2 separate regions of the Mus musculus genome follow, and region 2 is linked to region 1. The links are chromatin contacts, called in public Hi-C maps. All regions are on one chromosome and are shown on one strand. Each heading gives the region's core, a stretch centred on a gene start, on an enhancer-like site or on the middle of the called end of the contact. The rest is flanking DNA. Distances are from core to core; before and after follow the strand shown. Region 1 has its middle 9.3 kb from the start of Gm39243. Region 2 has its middle 63 kb from the start of Gm34675.

Evidence for each region. A called contact is a pair of places that touch in the nucleus more often than the background predicts.
Region 2: a Hi-C map of the N1E-115 cell line shows a contact between it and region 1, with 3 times the contacts expected there. The contact joins two enhancer-like sites. A contact is called at or near these places in 1 of 484 Hi-C or Micro-C datasets (the N1E-115 cell line) and 1 of 115 datasets of contacts at active chromatin or transcription factors (embryonic midbrain).

Annotation. Positions count from the first base shown.
Region 1 is chr8:108,480,204-108,482,923 of GRCm38.p6, forward strand. It overlaps a transcript of Zfhx3 not described here. Among named protein-coding and RNA genes, the nearest start is that of Gm39243, 9.3 kb to the left of the region's middle. Within about 2 kb of position 1,363, at least 34 of the 459 cell types and tissues checked have an H3K27ac peak or open chromatin away from gene starts, as enhancers often do. A contact at or near this core is called in the N1E-115 cell line, where this site is marked.
Region 2 is chr8:108,245,220-108,247,939 of GRCm38.p6, forward strand. No RefSeq gene overlaps it. Among named protein-coding and RNA genes, the nearest start is that of Gm34675, 63 kb to the right of the region's middle. RefSeq lists an enhancer at 1-1,612. Within about 2 kb of position 1,377, at least 22 of the 459 cell types and tissues checked have an H3K27ac peak or open chromatin away from gene starts, as enhancers often do. A contact at or near this core is called in the N1E-115 cell line, where this site is marked.

The DNA.
Region 1 (2,720 bases), core at 113-2,612:
GGAATCTGCTGCAGTCCTGGGCTCTCTTATCAGGCAGGGTTTGAGTGGATCTCAGTACACACAGAAGCCAGGCCTGGGCATTGTTGGATTTTATCACCTCTAAAAGAGGATGCAGTATGTAAAATGAAAGCATCTACCGTTGGGCGATGTTAACATATCAAAGCCATCTCTGCTTTCTTCCTTTCCTGGGCTCTCTCCCGCCGTAATAGATACAGGCTGGCAAAGTTATTAATGCAGAAACTTCCTGGGACTCGGGGCATTTCAAAGGATCGGAAATTCTCGGGCACCGCAGTGGTGAATGTTGGCTTTAGCACTGCCGGCGAGCTCAAGTTGCAGAGATGGTAACTAGGAAAACTCACCCGACTGCACGGACTCTCATTTCCAGTTGTGTGGAGATGCGCGAGGCAGGGCCATTTGGGGCAGGGGAGGCTGATTGCTCTTTCTAAGCTGCAGTCCGTGACTTCCTTTATTGTCTTGAGCTTCTAGAACACAGCAGTGCCCCCGGATGCTGTCCCTGGGCTGTTTCCAAATCCGTTGCTCCATGTCATTGGACCAATTATCTAGAATCTACCCAATGTAATGGCCACCAATGTGCTTACATGCAAAGAGTTGTGAGCCTCTGTACTTCATGATAGATGGTAGATCTACACGTGGGCTTTCCTCTTACCCGGGCACTCTGCCTGGTAGAACAGCCTCTTCTCTAGCTACTCCAGGTCCATTGCTTCCTTCCTGAGAAATCCAGACCTACTCCTCCCCACCCCCACCCCCACACCCCCATACAGCCTCCTCCTCTGTCCAGCCTAGCCTCTGCCATCAGATTACCAGGTAGTCACTAGTGTATGTGTGACTCTTTCCCTCTTCTTGTATCATTTTTCCTAGGCTGCTTTTTCTTCCCCCTCGTTTTATTTTTATTTTATTTTATTTTATTTTATTTTATTTTATTTTATTTTATTTGTGGTCTCTGTCACTCCACTGGGGCAAAAGGGTAAAGGGATCTGGCACTAAGTGCGAGCAAATGCTGAATCTGGAATCTATCTTCCAGGCGGCACAATGCTAAAAATGCATGGCAGGACAGCCGCCACTGACACACTCTCAAAGACATATTGCAGGTAGCATTATTTATTGTGGCAAGGAGTTCATAGAACTGCTGCCTCAAAGCACCCCGAGAGATCCTAAAAAGCCCATCTCCCATCAGGTGAGGCAGATTTATGGAGGCAGCCCCAGAGAGGTCAGGCAGTAGGGCTTAGGAAGCAGGCTCCTTTCAGAAAGCCTGGATTCCCTTAACATATTCAGTGCAGTGCGATTGGTTCAAAGGAGGGCTTGAGTCTGTAATGTTGACCATAAAATTGCAGTGACATGCTGCTTTAGATAAGAGGGCTGAGGGAAGGGGGCAGGGATGCTGCGAGCCCAGGAGCAGCCAACGCAGGCAAGACCCTGGAGCATGCGCTGAGATTTGAGGTTAATGTGTGGGGGAGAGGCCGGAGGGGGATGGGCCCAGGCAGATGAATGTTCACACAAAGGAAAACCGAACCCACTGGCCCAGACATGGCAGATAAGCCCTGAGTCCGTGCAAAAGCAAAGCCAGGTGCACACAGGCACATGGGAATACATGCAAGACCTTCAGGGGTACGTGTAACCATCCAGATTGGAAAATATACTAAGGCAAAGCCAGCTAAGCTAGGCTCACCATTGTCCTGGAGTATAGAAAAAAAAGGGCTGCATCTCATGATCCCTGCCAATTTGATTGGTGTTTCTCCTGCTTTACATCAGCCCTGGGCACACAATATGGGCTTACCAGTTCTGGGTGCAAAGATTCTTTATTTTATTTTATTTTATTAGATATTTTCTTTATTTACATGTCAAATGTTATCCCCTTTCCTGGTTTCCCTCCCTAAGTCCTCTCCCCTTTTCCCTTTCCCCCTCCCCCTGCTCCCCAACCCACCCACTCCTGCTTCCTGGCCCTGGCATTCCCCTACACTGGGGCATAAAGCCTTCACAGGACCAAGGGCCTCTCCTCTCATTGATGACCGACTAGGCCATCCTCTGCTGCATATGTAGCTGGGGCCATGAGTCCCATCGTGTGTACTCTTTGGTTGGTGGTTTAGTCCCTGAGAGCTCTGGGAGGTACTGGTTAGTATGATTCTTAGGCAAATAGATGGATCTGGAACATATCATCCTGAGTGAAGTAACCCAATCACAAAAGAACACACATGATATGCACTCACTGATAAGTGGGTATTAGCCCAGAAGCTCGGAATACTCAAGGTACAATTCACAAACCACATGAAACTCAAGAAGAAGGAAGACCACAGTGTGTATACTTCGATCCTTCCTAGAAAAGGGGAACAAAATACCCATGGAAGGAGTTACAGAGACAAAGTGTGGAGCAGAGACTGAAGGAATGACCAGCCAGAGACTGCCCCACCTAGGGAATCCATCCTATATACAACCACTAAACCCAGGCACTACTGTGGATACCAAGAAGTGCTTGCTGGTAGAAGCCTGATATAGCTGTCCCCTGAGAGGCTCTGCCAGTGCCTGACAAATACAGAAGTGGATGCTCAAAGAGCACAAGGTCTCCAATGAAGGTGCTAGAGAAAGTACTCGAAGAGTTGAAGGGGTTTACAGCTCCATAGGAGAAGCAAAGATTCTTAATTCACAACAACCATCTAGGCCAGTAGTAGTTCTCAGCCTGTGAGTCACAACCCCTCTGAGGGTTG
Region 2 (2,720 bases), core at 127-2,626, 230 kb before region 1:
GCCCTGTGAACCCTTGGACAACAACCCTGCCCCCTTAATAAACAACTACCCCTCAAATAGCCCCCAAAGTCCCACTGAAACCTTAGCTGCCTGCCTGGTGCTCCCTAACGGGTCTTCTATTCCTGTAACACCAAAGCAGCTTCCCGGCAACCTATTGGACGCATAGGAGGGAGAAAAGAATATATTTTAATAAATCGAGGATGGCGACGGGGTTGTGAAATGGGTTGTAGAGCCCTGTTCTTTAGTCCTAGAAAAAGATGAGGCTGTTGTGGGGTGGGGCAAGATTGAGGGGGGGTTGAGGGTAATATTGCGAGATAATAGCAACTATGTTAATATCCGGAATTTTCAATGTAGCATAAGTACATTTTGTTTTTCCTTTTAGCACGATTTATAATTAAAGATTTTAATCTGGCTTCACATTGAGTTAATAAGCCCTTTGATTGATTAGGATTCATAAAAATTGCCATTTCCCGCTGATGCTTTTGTGTTTCTGGGGATGCTCTTCTGAAAAGCCGGGTTAAGGTGAATAGGAAGCTGCCATTGTTCCGGCTGAGCTGGGCCAATTCTGGGAACTCCGAACTGCTGTACTCCGCTTGTCCTCGGCAGTATCTTGTTGTTCAGCCAAATTAATGCAGATAGGATCGGCTGGGCTCCAGTTTAGCCAGGTTTGGGGGGGGGGGGGGTAAGGGGGATTCTTCTTTTTAAAAATGTCACCAGGTGCTCTGTACACAGCTCTTTGCTTCTGTGTGGTGACCTGCGCTTTGGTTTATGCAAGTAAATAAATAAAAACTACAATGAAATCTCATCAAATTGATAAATAGAAATGTTAGGAACTGTTTCAAAGATAAAGGGAAGAAAATTACAAAGTAAATGCATACAGAGGCGACAAACCCTAGAATACTAAGCCCCAGATTTTCTTTACAAAATTCAACTTCAGAGGCTGTGTGAGCCGATAAATTACCCGTTTGCATTAATGGCCAATCCTGCAATATGTGGGAAGTGTCCTCCTTCAGCTAAAGGGATGTCTTAGAAATGTAAACACAAATGAATAAATAGGAGAGAGAGAGAGAGAGAGAGAGAGAGAGAGAGAGAGAGGGAGAGACGGGGAGGCAGCCAGGCGGTACGCTAATGCTATTTATCGAGTTAAATAATAGACCCTGCCATCCTTTCCTTCCAAAACCAAACCAAAATTAAGAGCCAAATCAAGAAACAATGATAAATTCTGAGAAAGGGGAGAAGAAAGACAGAGCATGTGAGCCAGGGCCTGTGATTTGAAACGTTCTGTCAGAGAGGCCCCCTTCTCTTCAGCTTATTGTACCCTGGATGTCGGTGAGGGGGGCGTACAGGAGAATTCCCGTCTGCCCACCCTCCCGTCGCTTATTTTTATCAGGGGAAGAAAAAGTGACTGTGTTCAGCTTCCGAAGGGCCTCACTGTGGGGACTGAACCACAGCAAATTCCCTTTGTGTTTCTGGTTCTGAAGGGGCCTGCTATTGTTGCTTGCAGAGACTCTTGAAAAGGCAGGAGGGGGAGTGGGGCCGTGGCAAGCGCCGCCCTCCCCCCCCCAATTTCAACTTGTTCCGGGATCAGTAGTCTCTCCTCCCCTGTCATCCACCCCGACTTCTCGGCATGACTATCATTTTTGTGTACTCTCATCACCATTCAAAAGGGGTCTGAATACAAACAGTTTAAGCGATCATGAGAAACACCGGAAACCGTGTCCAGAGAGCTAAGGGGGCTTGGGGAAGTGTCCCCCAGGTGGGCTGGCAGATGGCACTGGCCTGGCTCTTCTATGGCACCGTCACTCCAGGCCTCTGCCTAGTGTCAATCTGTTAACTTTAAAACCCCACCTTGCTGGCTCTGTTCTCAAAGACCTGATTCTGAAAAGCACTCTGGGTCCTGGCCACACTGGCACCACCCCTTGGATAGAGACTGGTCTTCCGTCCTCAACTCCTTTTCCCTCCATAAGATTGCTGTTTCTCCACAGTATGACCCACACCAGTCCAAGTGAGTCACCAAACGGGTGGAATGAAACCAGTTTGAGTTTCCAGTCAGACCACAGTGCCCCAACCTGCCGGAGGAGCCCGTGCTTGGCCATCACTGGTCTCATTCATTCCTGACCAGCAGGCATAATGGGTGAGCTTTTAAAGCTCACTAATGAAGAAAATTGACCCTAAGCAAAGGAAACCCGGTCCCTTAATACCACCCAGATTGGACATTAGTGCATTCCAATTTTTTTTTTTAAAGGAAAGAAAACAGTCTGACACATGCATTTGCAGCAACATGGAAATAAAACAAATTTAAAGCAAACTTTCCCCTCCCCCCCATCCCCCCCCCCCCCCAACTCAGGTCCCAGGGAATGACAGCAGAGAAGGAGCAATTCCTGGTGCAGTGTGCTCCATCAGTTAAAGGTACCTTTGAATGAATGTCAGCCCCTTTCTACCTTAGTGCCAGTCGATCGATGCTTCATTAGGACTGAATTGTCTTTTGCCCATGCAACCTTGAAAATAGTCCCTTTAATTACCTGTGAGGAAGTCAGGATCTCTCTCTCTCTCTCTCTCTCTCTCTCTCTCTCTCTCTCTCTCTCTCTCTCTCTCTCTCTCTTCCTTCCCTCCCAGTTTTCTTTGGCAGCAGAAGGGGAGGTGGGGGCTATGGAGACAGGGTCATTCACGTTTATTTACAGTTTGTATGTCTGGATCCATCACTCTTTCAGAGAGAAGCT